Regions from separate parts of the Mus musculus genome. Here all the other regions are linked to region 1. The links are chromatin contacts, called in public Hi-C and promoter capture Hi-C maps. All regions are on one chromosome and are shown on one strand. Each heading gives the region's core, a stretch centred on a gene start, on an enhancer-like site or on the middle of the called end of the contact. The rest is flanking DNA. Distances are from core to core; before and after follow the strand shown.

Region 1 (3,548 bases), core at 899-3,398:
GGACCTGAGTGTAAAACGCAGGGCACGGCATTCTGGGAGGGTTTCCCTAAAGAGGCATCCCGTGGGCTGGATGTGAAGCCAAGCAGAGAGCTCCCAAGGCAGAAGAGAATCAAGCATACCCTGGCAGTGTGAAAGCAATCAGAAGCTAAGTAACACGGAGGGAGGGAGGGAGGGAGGGAGGGAGGGAGGGAGGGAGGGAGGGAGGGAGGGAGGGAGGGAGGGACAGAAAAGATGGGTGTGAAGGAGGTGGGTAAGCTGGGCCTACTCTCACAGGTGGGTACCAAGCAGGCAATTACAGAAGGAGCCAGGCCGCGGGAAAGTGCCTGGAATCCGGGACAAGGCCCAGAAGCTCCCAGGCTCATCCAGGAAAGGGGACGAGGACTCAAGGAAAGGGCTGTAGACAGTCCCAAGAGGACAAGAATGTCAATAACCCTGATGAACCACATCAAGGGGGGGGGGGGATGTCACATCGAGCGATACATTCCTAACGAACACAAACACCGCTGCGGCTCCTTCAGAGACCACTTAGACCCAGTGTTATAACTTTACAAGTGGCATGTACTCTAGGCTATTACAGGAAGGCAGCAACAGCCGATACCAGTCCAGATCTGAACTCTTCTAAAAACTGATAGGTCAACGTTGAGATTACCGTAAAAGAAATCTGGAATGTGTTAAAACTAACAGTGATGTTTTACTGCAATGGAACACAGTAAGAAATGGTGAGGTTTTACTTAAACGGGAAGAAGTAACGGCGTTCACGAAACGTGAAAGAACCATAGCTGCCTGGCTCATACCTGGTTTTCTGAACCGGGATTCCCTCTAAGAGAGAAGCAAGTGAGCCAAGTATCCCTAAGAGGTGTCGCGTCCTGGGTCTTGTCTGTACTGAGACTGAACAGACTTTTCCATCGAAAAACGTAAGTCACCGTCGGTCTAAGTAAACTGCCCCAGTGTATCCCCTGCGCCCTGGGGAAATCAGTAACAACACGCCCACCCCCACCCCCTCTTCCTTCTTTCTAGGTGAGGAAAACAAGCTCCTGGTTGCTGGAGTGCAAAGCCTGTGTTCTCACAATAGGGTTCAAGGTGTGTGTGGACTGACTCGCAGCACCCTTGTCTCTGTGGGAGGTTCAAAGTCCGCAAACCAGAGGACCGCACTATCTAGACAGCATCAAAAGAACACTCAGCTCTGGGAAGAAGGCTTTCAAGTTCCCAAAGAAAGTCTGGAAGCCACCATGGTCTCAGGTCTGGGACACCTGGCGGAGCAAACTTTCGCTGCCCTTTGACCACAAAAACATCCTCAACTCAAGCTGGGTCGTGGGGGTAGGGAGTAGGGTAGGGGACCATTAGCTAGACGAAAGGCTGTTTCTCAAAAAGTTCGGAATCGGCGATTGGGTAAAAGTTAGGTGACGGCGATGCCTAAAAGAAACAAAGCAACTGCGAGAAAGGGGGGGCATCCTTCCCTAGCACTCCAGACACCCTTCCCTGGCTGCCCTGGGCCCTCGCAGAGCTGTGGACTGGAGGTCCAGGGCACGAACCCCACACCGGCTCCGAAGTGCACCGGTCCTGCGCACTGCCCGGAAGATCCCAATCCCCCGGGCAGAGGGCCGGGAACAAAGGGTGGGGCGCACGGCCCCCGCCTCTCCGCCCAGCCACCCGCCCTCAGGAGTCGGACCCCAGCCAGCGGCCGCGCCTCATTAACAACACAAAGCCAGGGGTCGGCGGCCCCTTTCATCCTGTCCGGGACCTGCAGACGCGCGCCCGGGGATCCAGACGCAGGATGAGCGGCTAGAAAAGCTGAGAACCCCGTTGCTCGCGGATCCGGCGTCCAGCGATCCCCGCGGTCCCCGCTCGCCTGCGCGCGAACACCTGTGCGCGCGGCGCGCCCCCAGGTAACCTGGAACCCGGAGAAGCCTTCGCCTTACCCTCCAGCCACAGGTGTCCGCGCCCCTCGCGCGGCCGGAGCCGCCCGCGGCCACTGCCAGCTGCGAGCCGTTGAGACAGGCGTTGACAGTGAAGAAGAAGGAGCAGAGCTGCAGCCACGGGGCCATGGCCGTACGCTCGCCCAGTTGGGCCGGTCTCCGCTAGGTTGCTGCCTGTAGCTCGCTCTCTAGTCCCGAGTGGGCGGCGGCGGTAGCGGCGGCGGCCGAGGCTGGCAGCCCTCACCGGGCATGCGCTGCCGGGCTTCGCCCCTCCTCTTTCCTCCAGGTTCCGCCCTCAATCTCAGCTTTCCGTCCTGGTTCTGATCCTGTAGCCCGGCCCTTCGGTCTTGGCCCCGCCCCAATGCACAGGAGACTCTGGCTTCCACCGGAGATTGACACAGCAGGAGGTTCAGCACTAAGGGATTTTTTTTTTTTTTTTAATCCAAAGGATTTGTCCAAATGACTTCTCCATGCAAAAACTTGGGGCGAATCAAAGAATATAATAATAGTAATTTTAAAATTAATGATTTAATAAGTACTTGCTTTTCAAATGTCAAGTTCCTTCTTGCACCCTACCAATGAAATGACAAGGAAATGTCATAATAAAGCCTCTAGGGAAATCCTGTCTCTACATTTACTCCTGGGACCCAGGACAAATTATTTGCTTCCTCCAAAGTGCTGTTCCCAGTAAGACGAAATGAAGAACAAGACTCTTCATCCAGGGAGAGTTCTGTTAACATGTAGGAAGCAATCAATAAAGGCTACAACCACGAACTGACTTTCATAAGGTCACATAGCCTTGCTGGATGGACAAATCGACAGTTATGAAAAAAAAGATAAAGATTGAGTCAAGACGGGCGGTGGTGGTGCGCACCTTTAATCCCAGCACTCGGAAGGCAGAGGCAGGTGGATTTCTGAGTTAGAGGCCAGCCTGGTCTACAGAGTGAGTTCCAGGACAGCCAGGGCTACACAGAGAAACCCTGTCTCAAAAAAAAAAAAAAAAAAAAAGAGTTGCCTTGGCCATGGTGTCTCTTCACAGCAATGGAAAACCCTAAGACAGCCACAGTGGGTAGGCACCTGTCCTCATCGTGGGGTCACGAGGTCCACAGAAGACTGCCCTTCCAGATGAGCTTTCTCTGAGTAGATGCAAGAAGCACACTGCTCCTTGCAAGAATCTGCAAGTCAGAGCTTTTCTCCCACGCTCCTTTAAACTCTAGGCATTCAAAGTCCCCTTAGCAAAGGCTGTCCAGGCTCAGAGCTGCCACAGACTGAGATATTGTCAGGATGGATGACCTAGCTTTTGGTGAAAAACTAAGACAACCATGAGGTTATTGGCTCCTTAATCTACATGCACTCCTGCCTTGATGTGTTCCATAACTTACTAATCAATCCAGGCCCAGTGTTTTTGTTATAATCAGTGATTTTAAAATACCCCCACACGTTTATCTCCCTCTCTCTCTAAATTTTATTTTATTGTTTTATGTTTTATGTGAGCATTCTATCTGCATGAACACCTGCAGGCCAGAAGAGGGCATCTGATTCCCATTATAGATGGTTGTGAGCCATAATGTGGTTGTTATGAATTGAACACAGGTTTTAATGACTAGAATCCAAGAATCATTTTTTAAAAAA
Region 2 (3,499 bases), core at 533-3,032, 600 kb after region 1:
AAATTATCTATCGGTATGGCATTGTTTCTCTTCTTTAAGGAAACTGCCTTCCCAAAGTCCTTTATTTCAACTTCATACCCAGGACTTAACGATTTCCTGTTGGTTGTTTCTTTTGTTTCCTCATACAAGAGTCTAGACTTTATAATAGGCTGGTGTCTGATGAAAACAGAAGGCATGTTCTTTCCCTACTCCCCGTTCTCTGCAGTAATGTGATTGCTCTAGTAAGTGTAGCTCTCTACTTCCTCTTCAAGGTTCAAGCTTTTGGTTGAAGCTTGGTCCTGGAGTGATGTCTTTAAATTTGGTCATGGAATGTGTTACACTGCTCCTCTCAGGGAATGCGGCTCTGTTTGAGCTTCGGTGCTAACGCTTCTTTTCTTTGGCAGAGAAGCTGATGGTCCAAGGGCATCTAACCAAAGTGGTAGAAGAATCAAAGCTTTCAAAAGGTTAGTTTGCTGTCTTCTCTCCCCCGTGGTTTTACAGGTATTTTGGATAATGAAAGTTAGTTTAGAATTTCAAGGTTGTTGTATTTTAACCATGAGCTTATTTCTTACAGCTTACAAAATGTCACTCTAGTAACAGTATCGGATATTATATAAAGTATTTGTATGTTTATTTTAAGAAAAAATAGGAAAGTTTCTTTTACTGTAGGCATTTGTGTGTGGTTTTAAGGTTAATGCTTGTGGTAGGTTTGCAGTTGATCCTTTCCTCTCATTGCTACATTGTTGTCAGTTTTCATCTCAGTCTTAGTCAACACAGGGCAATCTTTTAAGAGTGAAAAATACTTAAAATTTTATTTTGAAGACTACTATATATTTAACATTCCTTATGGTATTCAGTATTTCTCTATTTTGTTATCTTAGTTTGATTAAAACAAAAGTGATGACTTTTAGCAATGTAAAATCATGTTATATTTTATAATTAAGTCTAGTAATACCATCAAAATAGGTTATTATTATTATTAGTTAAACTTAGGGAAGAAAATTAAAATTTAAAGCACCATACTGCTGCTTTTAAGCATAGGACAGCTAGGTAAGTAAGTCTGGCAGGATGTGTTCCTTGTTAGAGTGGGGCTTTCATTAGACTTTGCCAGGATAAAATTTAAAACTAGCTTCACAATCCTAGTTAGTTAGTTAAAACAACAAATGCTAAGAGTTTGTAACAGTTTATTTTCGTACATTCTGTATTATTAGAGTAATTGGGTTCACTTGCTTTTTAAAATGTTTTTAAACAAATTGTGTTATTTCAGATGTCTGGAAGCTTTCATTTTGAGTTTTGTGCACAGTAGATGCCATATAAGGAGAAAGAATGCATAGACATGCAATGCTGAGATTGTTCTGGCTGATGGGCATTAGGTTGCAGAACAGTGAACTATTTTTAGTACAGATGTAATTTATTTTGTCTTATTAAACAGATGAGAACAGACTTTAAAATAGCCTTTACTTCACCTCCTAAGTTCCTATTCTAATCTGTTGATTGAGTAAGCAACACTTTGGACTGTAAGCAAAGCAGAGGGTGGGGGTGATTGGTGTTTCTTTCCAAAAAGTGCCTTGCTGCCTAGGTATGTCAGTGTATTATGGAATAGATTTGCTTGAAATCAGGTTTTTGAAAAAGCTGTGAGCAACATTATGGATTAAAAAACTACAAATAAAAAGTTTTGAAGAGCCGGTTTTGATTCAGCAGTTCCTCTTCTGGGTCTCTTGGTTTGTTTTTTGTTGAGACAAACTCTTACTGTGTTGCCTTGTTTAGCCTTGAGCTCTTGTCTTAGCTTCCTGAATGCTGAGATTACAAATGGGGAGGGACCACATTGGCTGTGTTTTTATCTTAGGGAACAAGCTAGACCAATGTTCAAGGTTCTTTGTTTCAGTCAGACATTTATTAAACCTATTATGGCAAATAGTTCCATGCAAATGAGTTTAATTCATTTTCCAAGAGTCATAATACGTGTTTCATATTTCATTAATCAGCACTTGTTAGTACTTTTCACACTGCCAAACCAGGTGGCCATAAAAGTTACATTTTAATGTTTTCAGACTGGCTATAAAATATTTCCTTGGAATTTGACTCAGTTACTTGTCTTTAAAAAACTGCATTAGTGATTTTATGGTGAACTTTTTCATTACTCCATTGAAAATGACAGTTGCTAGGAGTTATCAGCTCCTCTGAAGGCTTCACTCTCATGCATATAACCATGCCTTGCACGTGCTTTCTGAGTTAGGGTTAACTCAGGACATATCTGTAGACGCTTGGACATAGATAGATGCAGCACAACCATTCTGTTCTCTGCATGTCCTCAGGCAGCTCACGGAAACTTTCAACCTCAGTTTCTCCACTCTTTCTGGTGTGTGTTAGGTTGGCTGCTTTGATTTGGAGACGGGGTCTTAGGAAAGAAAAAGGGGGGAGGGAGTAAATGAAACAATCTCTAAATATACAAGTAGTGTAATCTTTATGTATTATACTTACTGTCTTTAAGTTTCAGTCAGTAATATTACATGTATCTTGAATATGTTCAATACACATTTCATTTTTTCATAATGAGGGTACTGTAGTGAGCATCGTTATGTCTTATTTCACATATTCAACTACTTCCTTAGAGGAAAGTAAAAGTGGGCTCATAAACTTTATTTATTAGATTTATTAATTTTATATGTATGAGTATTACTCTGCATGAATGTATATGCACTGTATATGTATTGGTACCCACAGAGGCCAGAAGTAGTGTTGGATTCCCAGGACCTAGAGTTACAGTGAGTTGTGAGCCACTCTGGGTTCTGGAACCATATTAGGGTTACCTGCAAGAATAGGAATTGTTCTTAACTGCTGAGTCATCACTCCAGTCCATGGTTTTGCATATTTTAAATTTTGATAAATATTGTCACAAATGGTGTGGTCAGATAAATGTCATGATTATTTATGAAGATAGTAATCCCCTAATGAGTATGATTTTTCTCACTAGAGAGATAGCATCTGCATACCCTGAGACAGCAGAATGTGGTCAACAGGGGAAAAAGAAAAGCAGTAACAAAAATGATATAATAAAAAAAGTAATACACTAGGGAAATAAATGTTTCCTTAGCAGCAGTGTGGTAAGAGTGATGCTTTGCAGCATAAATAGGCCAGATAGAGAAAATGGTTGTTGAGGAACGTAGACTCAAGCAAAGAATTGCAGTCTACAGTGAGTTCTTATGCATAACCCTCCAAAGAAGCCTGCATAACTGAACTCTCGTGGGGATCAATCAATACAGGGATAAGAGTGTGGCTAAACTCTTCTATCTGAAGCTTAACTGAAGCCTAGGTGTGATTCTATAGAGTTTTGGTTGGAGAATGGCTTTCTCTGTAAACCCTGTCCCAAAGAATGCCATAGAATACATAGGTGTGCTGTTAGAGATACTGGCTGGGATTTAGTCACCCACCATCTTTAATCAACTGTTGCTTTGAGAACAGTAGCCTAGAATGTCTGATATGGCATGGTAGCTCTCAAAAAACACCTTTAAAACAGGTT
Region 3 (3,244 bases), core at 249-2,748, 690 kb before region 1:
CTCATACTGTAAAAGCCATGCCACGCAAGCACGAATACCTGAGTTTGAGCCCCAGAACAAACGTAAAATTCTAGGCATGACACAGAGACAGACAGATAGCTGTGGCTGGCTGCTTGGCATAGTTGGCCAGCCCCAGTGGCTAACCCTATCTAAAACTCAACAAACAACAACAACAAAACAAAAACAAAAACAAGAAATACAAAAAACGAAACACCCAAAGCAGACAACATCTGAGCAATAGAACACCTAAAGTTGACCTTTGCCCATCTCATGCATTTGTACACACATGTCCACCACACCACACACACACACACACACACACACACACACACACACACACACACACTTCTTGTCTTACTGAAACACTGTGCCTTCTTACAGGTACTTTGCCATTGTCTTTCCCCTTTTCTCCTTTCTTCAGCTTCTTATCTGTCATTCTATGACAGATGAGTTCAATTTATTGTGTTTTATTTTATTTTTATTCTATGTTTAAGTGATACCAACCAATACTTGTCTTCCTATTCCTGAATTATTTTATTTAGTACAACACCTATATATGCCTTCATGTTGTCCCAAAAGACAGCACTACATTCTTTTAAAATGCCAAATAATATGGTACATCATCTTACCCTCTGCTCAGTGACATTAAGGTTGGTTTTATACCCTAGCTGTTATCAATAAGCCTACAACGAATATGGGTATGAAGACAGCCCTGGACGGGCAAGCAGTCTGCCAAGTGTTGCTCACAGATGTAGCTGGATCCATGAAAATAAAACACTGGTGCTACCCACATTCTGTTCGTTCCTGGGAAAACCAAGGAGGGACCTTGGTCATTTAATGAAGAGAAAAGTGTGTGCAGTGTGGTGAGGGAGAAACAATGCTGGCAGGCTCAGAGGTGGGGCAAGAACATTAAGTTTATAAATGAGATCTTTATATAAAAACAAGGATGCTAGAAAGGGGGAATACAGAATTCTCAACCTGACTTAATCCCAAAGTCTGCTCTCAAATACCATAGCTGTTTCTGGGTGGGACTCAGAACTGTCCCTCTGTGTGCACGAGTGCACGCGCTCACACACACACACACACACACACACACACACACACACACAGGGTCGTGGAGGGAGCACTACCAAATTCCTTCTCTTAGCTTCTCTGGTTCCTTCGTTTTCCTGAACTGTATCTTGTTCTGTTTGTTCCTCACAGAAGCCATCATTAAAAAGTTAACCCAGTGTACGTGCTGCAGGGGTGATCATAGCTAGGTTCAGTGGATGGGGGAGGGTCAGCCTCAGAAGAGCTCCTGCACCTCCGCTCAGGCCAGAGTTAGCTCCTCTTGGAAATAAATGCTCATCAAGGAACCAGATGGCCCTGCCAGGCCCGGGGACCTTGGTCTCCAGGCCTCTGGTGTTTGGCTTGCAGGGCTGCAGCTATTTCCACCTCAGATGAAACTGAGGATGAAGGCAGGAGGGTTAGCTAGACTGTATTCTGTGGGTATGCCCTGACAGCCCAAAGTGCACTCAGTGCAGTCCATTGTTTCAGCCAAGATTAATAGACAGCTGTTAAACGTTCACAACAAAAGAAGTGGGGCGGGGGGGGGGGTGCTTTTCCTCACCTATTACTTGTGTCTCAGAGACAGGCTTTCACTGTAGGCCAAGCTGGCCTTAAACTCTATATCCTCCTGCCTTAGCTTCCTGAGCCTAGGCTCCTAGGACTTTTAAAGCTACCAAGAAAGGAGGAAAGAGCTGACTGATAGGAGATAGTAAGGTCTCCAGAACTCTGGGCCTCAACTCTTAAAAACTTAACTGAAGAAAATAGCTCTCTGAGGCAGAGCTTTCAAAGTTTATTTCTGAAGGAAGTGGAAGTACTGCATTAGTTTTTGAAGCAATATCCACAGAACAGTTTGTTCTGGGGCCCCAGTGACATAAATAGAGTAGGCCTGGTGTACACACCGATCGGGTGACAGTGAAATTAGGGCCTGGTGTGGGAGCAAATTACCCTCTGCTCATCTCACCAACACCTAAGGTTCAGGGACAGGGGAAGCATCCTTTGAGTGAGTAGACACGCCCACTTGCCCTACCCTATCCCCCTTATGCAATTAGCCAGTCTGCTAGATCCAGATATATTGGCCCTATAATTACCAGATATGAACTAAAAAACTGTGCCTTTTAAAGGTTAACTGCATCTCCCAGGCACATTTTATTAGCATCAGAACAAATGTGTTGGCTGTCCAACAGTCCCAGTGACAGAGCTGCCCGCTGTGGGACACAGCCACGTATGCCATGGTTGAGTTCCTTTGCCAGCATGTTGTGCAGTACTAAGTCTTAAAAAGCCAAAAAATACAGGGATGGCGTAACACAGGAAGGGCAGAAACAGGTTGCACACTCAACTAAATAAAGAACCAACGGAAACAGCCCAAAGTTTCAAACTTACAAAGACTCTCATGATTTTAGAGAAATAGATGATGATTATGGTGGGTGAAGGCAGGCAGGTCCCCTGCAATGCTTTTCTCTTTTGTCTTAGTAACCTTCCCAGCAGCTCTACAAGATGGGTAAGGCTACAAAAGTTTATAAGGTCCAAGCCCAAAGGAAGGGAAGAGCTATATTCCTGAACAATTTAACTCCAAGCCTGCCCTGGAATGAGAGAAAGAAGCAGAAAAATAAAGTGAATTACATTTTGCCAAGATATCCAACACTCTGCACTTTGAATCCGTCTTTGCTCTATAAAAGCAATGACTAGCATGAAATCAAAGCTCATGGTCCAGGCTCTCCATGTAATTTCATGGAGACCTTTTCTTTCAAACAAGAACCCGTAGCCATTGCTGTCCCCATGTTAGAATTGAATTTTGTAATTCCCCCACCATTCAGATGCTAAAGCCCTAACTCCAAGTGTGATGGCATATGGAGGTACTGTCCTTGGAGAGTCAGGGGTGGGTGGTTAGCAGTGGAGCTGCCATGACAAGATTAATGCTCTTACAGAAGAGACGCTGGCTCTAGAATCACCAGATGTTAACTTGAAGCCAATGTGTGTTCCCTCTCCCTTTAACTTTGTACATGGTGAGGTAGCAGTCCTCTGGGACTCAGGAAGACATCCAAATTTACTTTCTATCACTGTGACAAACACTATGACCAAAGCCAATTTGGGGAGGAAAGGACTTATTTGGCTTACACATCCTGATCATAGCTCATGACTGAAGGAAGCCAAGGCCGGAACTCAAGACGGAATTCTGGAGTCGGAAGTCACACAGAGG
Region 4 (3,212 bases), core at 344-2,843, 570 kb after region 1:
ATATAGTCACTTTAAGCACTACTCTTAAAACCATTATATAATTTGTTTTTGTCTGCCTACATGAGGTTTAAGTCAGTTTAATAAACTAACCCATTTGTTGAATCCATCAATGATATGGTATTTTAAGAACAGAGAAATCAAAACTTGACTTTTTTTTCTATAAAAGGCCATAGTCTGTACAATTGGCAATATGTGAGAGGCTTGTCTATCAAAACCTTCAGTAGGAAAAGGAGTGAGAAGCAATATTATGCATTATATACAGAGAGACTGCTGTGATTTTATCAAAAGGTATTGGAGATGGAAGGATAAACAATTGTATGAAAGCTGTCCTGGAGAGCCTCCTGTGTGAGTCAGAGCAACTATATAGAGGGAGAATCAGAGAGGAACTCTCAAGTGTCAGCAGCCTTGACATGGGAAGAGTGCATAACATGATCTAAAGTATGCATCAGGGACTTCCAAGTCTCATGGCGTGTGGTTGGGAGATAGTTGGAGAGAGGAATTAAGAATAAGGCCTAGGTTTTAAAAGGCAGTAGACTAGGTGTGATATCAGCAAAGTAGGACAAATGTGTCAGTTTCTCTCCTCTTACTATTTCTGTACATTGGGCAGTTGACTTTCATTGTCTGTCAAGGAATTGAAAGTTTTTCTAAGGTAGTGCATACTATCACTAAACCACTAGATGTATTTACTTTTTTAGGAATTACTACTTTTATGAATGAAATACAAATTTAGATATGAGACCCACCAAGCTTCATATTTTTAAACAACTATTCTATTTGTTTTAACCAGTTACCCATGGGTGTATTGTTTCCACAATAAAACTTTTTCTACCAGATGGTATGGAAGCCCGACTTCGTTCAGAGTGAGTATAATTTAGTGCTGTGAAGTTTTGGATTAATTATCTTGGTTGGCAATATTCAGAGTGATGACATGCTGTTAATCTACAAAATTACTTTATTAAAAAGTATATATAGTACCTTTTGACATACTTCAGTTTTAATTACTTTTTTATATTATTTGAAAATCTAGTAAATAATAATGTATCAGAGATAAAGGTTATTTGTTTCCAAGTTTAATTTTACAATGTATATTTGAATGTATAATTAGTTGCTTTTTGCAATATTTAGGATATGTTAGTTACTGTGTTCCTTTTGATATAATAATATAGGACATTTTACACTGTGACTGCCTGTGGTGTTAATGTAGGCGTTATTATGTTCTAGAACTTGAAGATGTCAATATAGTTAGTTAGTAATTTTTTAATGGGAGTTAAAAAATAATCTCCCCAAAGTTGTATTTTATGTTTTAAATGAAGCAATATCAAGTCCTGCTATGAAATCTAGAGTGTAAAATGTAAACATAAGTATATCCTGTGCTTTTTACAGATTATCACTGTGAGGTATGGAAAGGGCTGGGAAGTATTTAAATATTAATGCTTATTTCTTTTAATTTTAGAAAGGCCTTTACTATGCTAGATGCTTGTTTCCCTCCTTCAAAAGAGCTTCCTGTCATTACAGTTTATATTTTACTAGTGGTTTGCATGACTTTGACTGTGCCAAAATGTCTAGAGTTTAAGGGAAAGCTGAGCAGGAAAGAGGTAAAGCAGAGTCCTTCCCTTCCTTCCTGTGGCTGTGATAGTCTCTCCTGGCCGCCAGCTTAGGACCTACTATAGTTTTGTTTTTTTTTTCTTTCTGTAATTTTATGGCCAAATGATGAATGGCAGAGATTGTAACATTTATTTTAATTACAGTTTACTAAAATGTAATTACAGTTTATTAAGTTGCAGTAAAGTTCAAGAACTTAACATAGCGGAAGCCTAATTTATGGGTCAAGGAGTAAACTTTCAGTCATAGACTAATTAGTTAGTCCAGCAGTGATACACAGCTTTTTAAAGACTAGTGTTTAGAGGTAGTTGATATGAAATGTAGTTAATATGAGATTATTTTTGATAGAGGTAGTTGATATGAAATGTAGTTAATATGAGATTATTTTTGATAGAGGTAGTTGATATGAAATGTAGTTAATATGAGATTATTTTTGATAGAGCTAAAAGCTTTGAGCAGTCATGTATGTCTTTCGTGTTGTTAGGTTCCATCTAATAAAATATGTGGGCCTTATCTTTGTGTGTGCATGCTTGTGTATGTGTGCATGTGTGTGCACATGTGTACACACCTTGGTGCCATGGCTTGTGTGGCAATCAGAGGACAACCTTGCTGTTGCTGTTTGCCTTTCAGCTTCTTTAAGGCATGGTTGTCAATGTCCTTCAATAGTTACAGTTTTTACCTGTTTCTCATTTAGTGACCATGTGTTTATGTTTGTATGCATGTCTGTTGCCTGCATATGGAGGGCCAGGGCAACCTCAGCTGTTGATCCTTAGGAGCTGTGTGCTTTGTGTTCTGAGACCGGATCTCATTGGATAGGGCCAGTGAGCCTCACAGATCTACCTGTGTTCACCTTCCAAGTACTGAGGTTATAGGCGGGCTATAGCACCTGACCTTTTACAAGGTTCTGGGGATGCTTGAGCAGTGGGGCTTTACCTACTAAAGCGTCTTCCTAGCCCCTGCTTAAAGGGCTATTAATATTAATAGTTGAATACATGCCAAGGCTACTATGTAAATAGTGTATAGTGTGTTTAAGATCTTCAGTAGGTAGTTCTGACTGTTTCTTAGTTTTGTTATATTTTATAATTTTCTACAACAAGAAATAGAAATTGCTTATAGCTTTACAAACAACACTAAATAATAATTTGCTTTCTAAACATTTCCTTGTTATACTCTTTGTATATACAAGAAGTTTTTCAACAATTCAAACAGCACGCTCATACCCCATATAGTTTCTGTAAAAAACAAATACATGTTATGTGACCTTTTTTAAGCCTTTTGGGGTTTTTTGTTTGTTTGTTTGTTTCTAGTTAACCAGATTTTATGAGGAAAGAGACTTACTTCTTATGTCACTATTTTAAAAGATTTTTAAAGATCTATTTGTTTAATTTAGGGTTTTTATGTTAATGTCTCTGTATATATACATATCAACAGAAAAAAGGGATGTATAAAAAAATGGTTGTCTCTGCATGCTAGGACTGCATAATTCTAGTTTAGTTTTTTATATTTCCCACATATTCCATATCTAACATATATTGCCTGTGCAGTCAAGAAAGATTAACTCATGTTTAAGACATCTATTTGAGTTTTATAGAGTGAAGAAGAATACCTGT

What was found. Promoter capture Hi-C pulls out the DNA fragments that hold promoters and counts their contacts. A called contact is a pair of places that touch in the nucleus more often than the background predicts.
Region 2: a contact with region 1 is called in a promoter capture Hi-C map of liver, with 2.1 times the contacts expected there. The contact joins the enhancer-like site here to the promoter of Il17rd in region 1. A contact is called at or near these places in 5 of 39 promoter capture datasets (3T3-L1-derived adipocytes, the HPC-7 cell line, HPC-7-derived erythroid cells and 2 more) and 1 of 15 datasets of contacts at CTCF or cohesin (large pre-B cells).
Region 3: a Hi-C map of the N1E-115 cell line shows a contact between it and region 1, with 6 times the contacts expected there. The contact joins the enhancer-like site here to the promoter of Il17rd in region 1. A contact is called at or near these places in 2 of 39 promoter capture datasets (the C10 cell line and pre-B cells), 1 of 15 datasets of contacts at CTCF or cohesin (large pre-B cells), 3 of 484 Hi-C or Micro-C datasets (the N1E-115 cell line, embryonic stem cells and pro-B cells), 1 of 115 datasets of contacts at active chromatin or transcription factors (craniofacial prominence) and 1 of 9 other capture datasets (pancreatic islet).
Region 4: a promoter capture Hi-C map of the HPC-7 cell line shows a contact between it and region 1, with 11 times the contacts expected there. The contact joins the enhancer-like site here to the promoter of Il17rd in region 1. A contact is called at or near these places in 10 of 39 promoter capture datasets (the 3T3-L1 cell line, the C10 cell line, the HPC-7 cell line and 5 more), 2 of 15 datasets of contacts at CTCF or cohesin (large pre-B cells and pro-B cells), 25 of 484 Hi-C or Micro-C datasets (B cells, the Ba/F3 cell line, the G1E-ER4 cell line and 15 more), 6 of 115 datasets of contacts at active chromatin or transcription factors (the SCID.adh cell line, embryonic forebrain, embryonic stem cells and 3 more) and 3 of 9 other capture datasets (embryonic stem cells, liver and pancreatic islet).

The regions. Positions count from the first base shown.
Region 1 is chr14:27,037,601-27,041,148 of GRCm38.p6, reverse strand. It overlaps Il17rd (interleukin 17 receptor D), which reads right to left and starts at 2,148. Exons shown (of 13, transcript NM_134437.3): 1 at 1,920-2,148. The coding sequence starts at 2,045.
Region 2 is chr14:26,439,519-26,443,017 of GRCm38.p6, reverse strand. It overlaps Slmap (sarcolemma associated protein), which reads left to right. Exons shown (of 23, transcript NM_001310445.1): 14 at 384-443. Among named protein-coding and RNA genes, the nearest start is that of Gm34223, 37 kb to the right of the region's middle. Within about 2 kb of position 1,782, at least 50 of the 459 cell types and tissues checked have an H3K27ac peak or open chromatin away from gene starts, as enhancers often do. A contact at or near this core is called in liver, where this site is marked.
Region 3 is chr14:27,729,390-27,732,633 of GRCm38.p6, reverse strand. The region is part of intron 2 of Erc2 (ELKS/RAB6-interacting/CAST family member 2); the gene reads right to left. Among named protein-coding and RNA genes, the nearest start is that of Erc2, 110 kb to the right of the region's middle. Within about 2 kb of position 1,498, at least 8 of the 459 cell types and tissues checked have an H3K27ac peak or open chromatin away from gene starts, as enhancers often do. A contact at or near this core is called in the N1E-115 cell line, where this site is marked.
Region 4 is chr14:26,471,547-26,474,758 of GRCm38.p6, reverse strand. It overlaps Slmap (sarcolemma associated protein), which reads left to right. Exons shown (of 23, transcript NM_001310445.1): 3 at 788-860. Among named protein-coding and RNA genes, the nearest start is that of Gm24031, 25 kb to the left of the region's middle. Within about 2 kb of position 1,593, at least 1 of the 459 cell types and tissues checked has an H3K27ac peak or open chromatin away from gene starts, as enhancers often do. A contact at or near this core is called in the HPC-7 cell line, where this site is marked.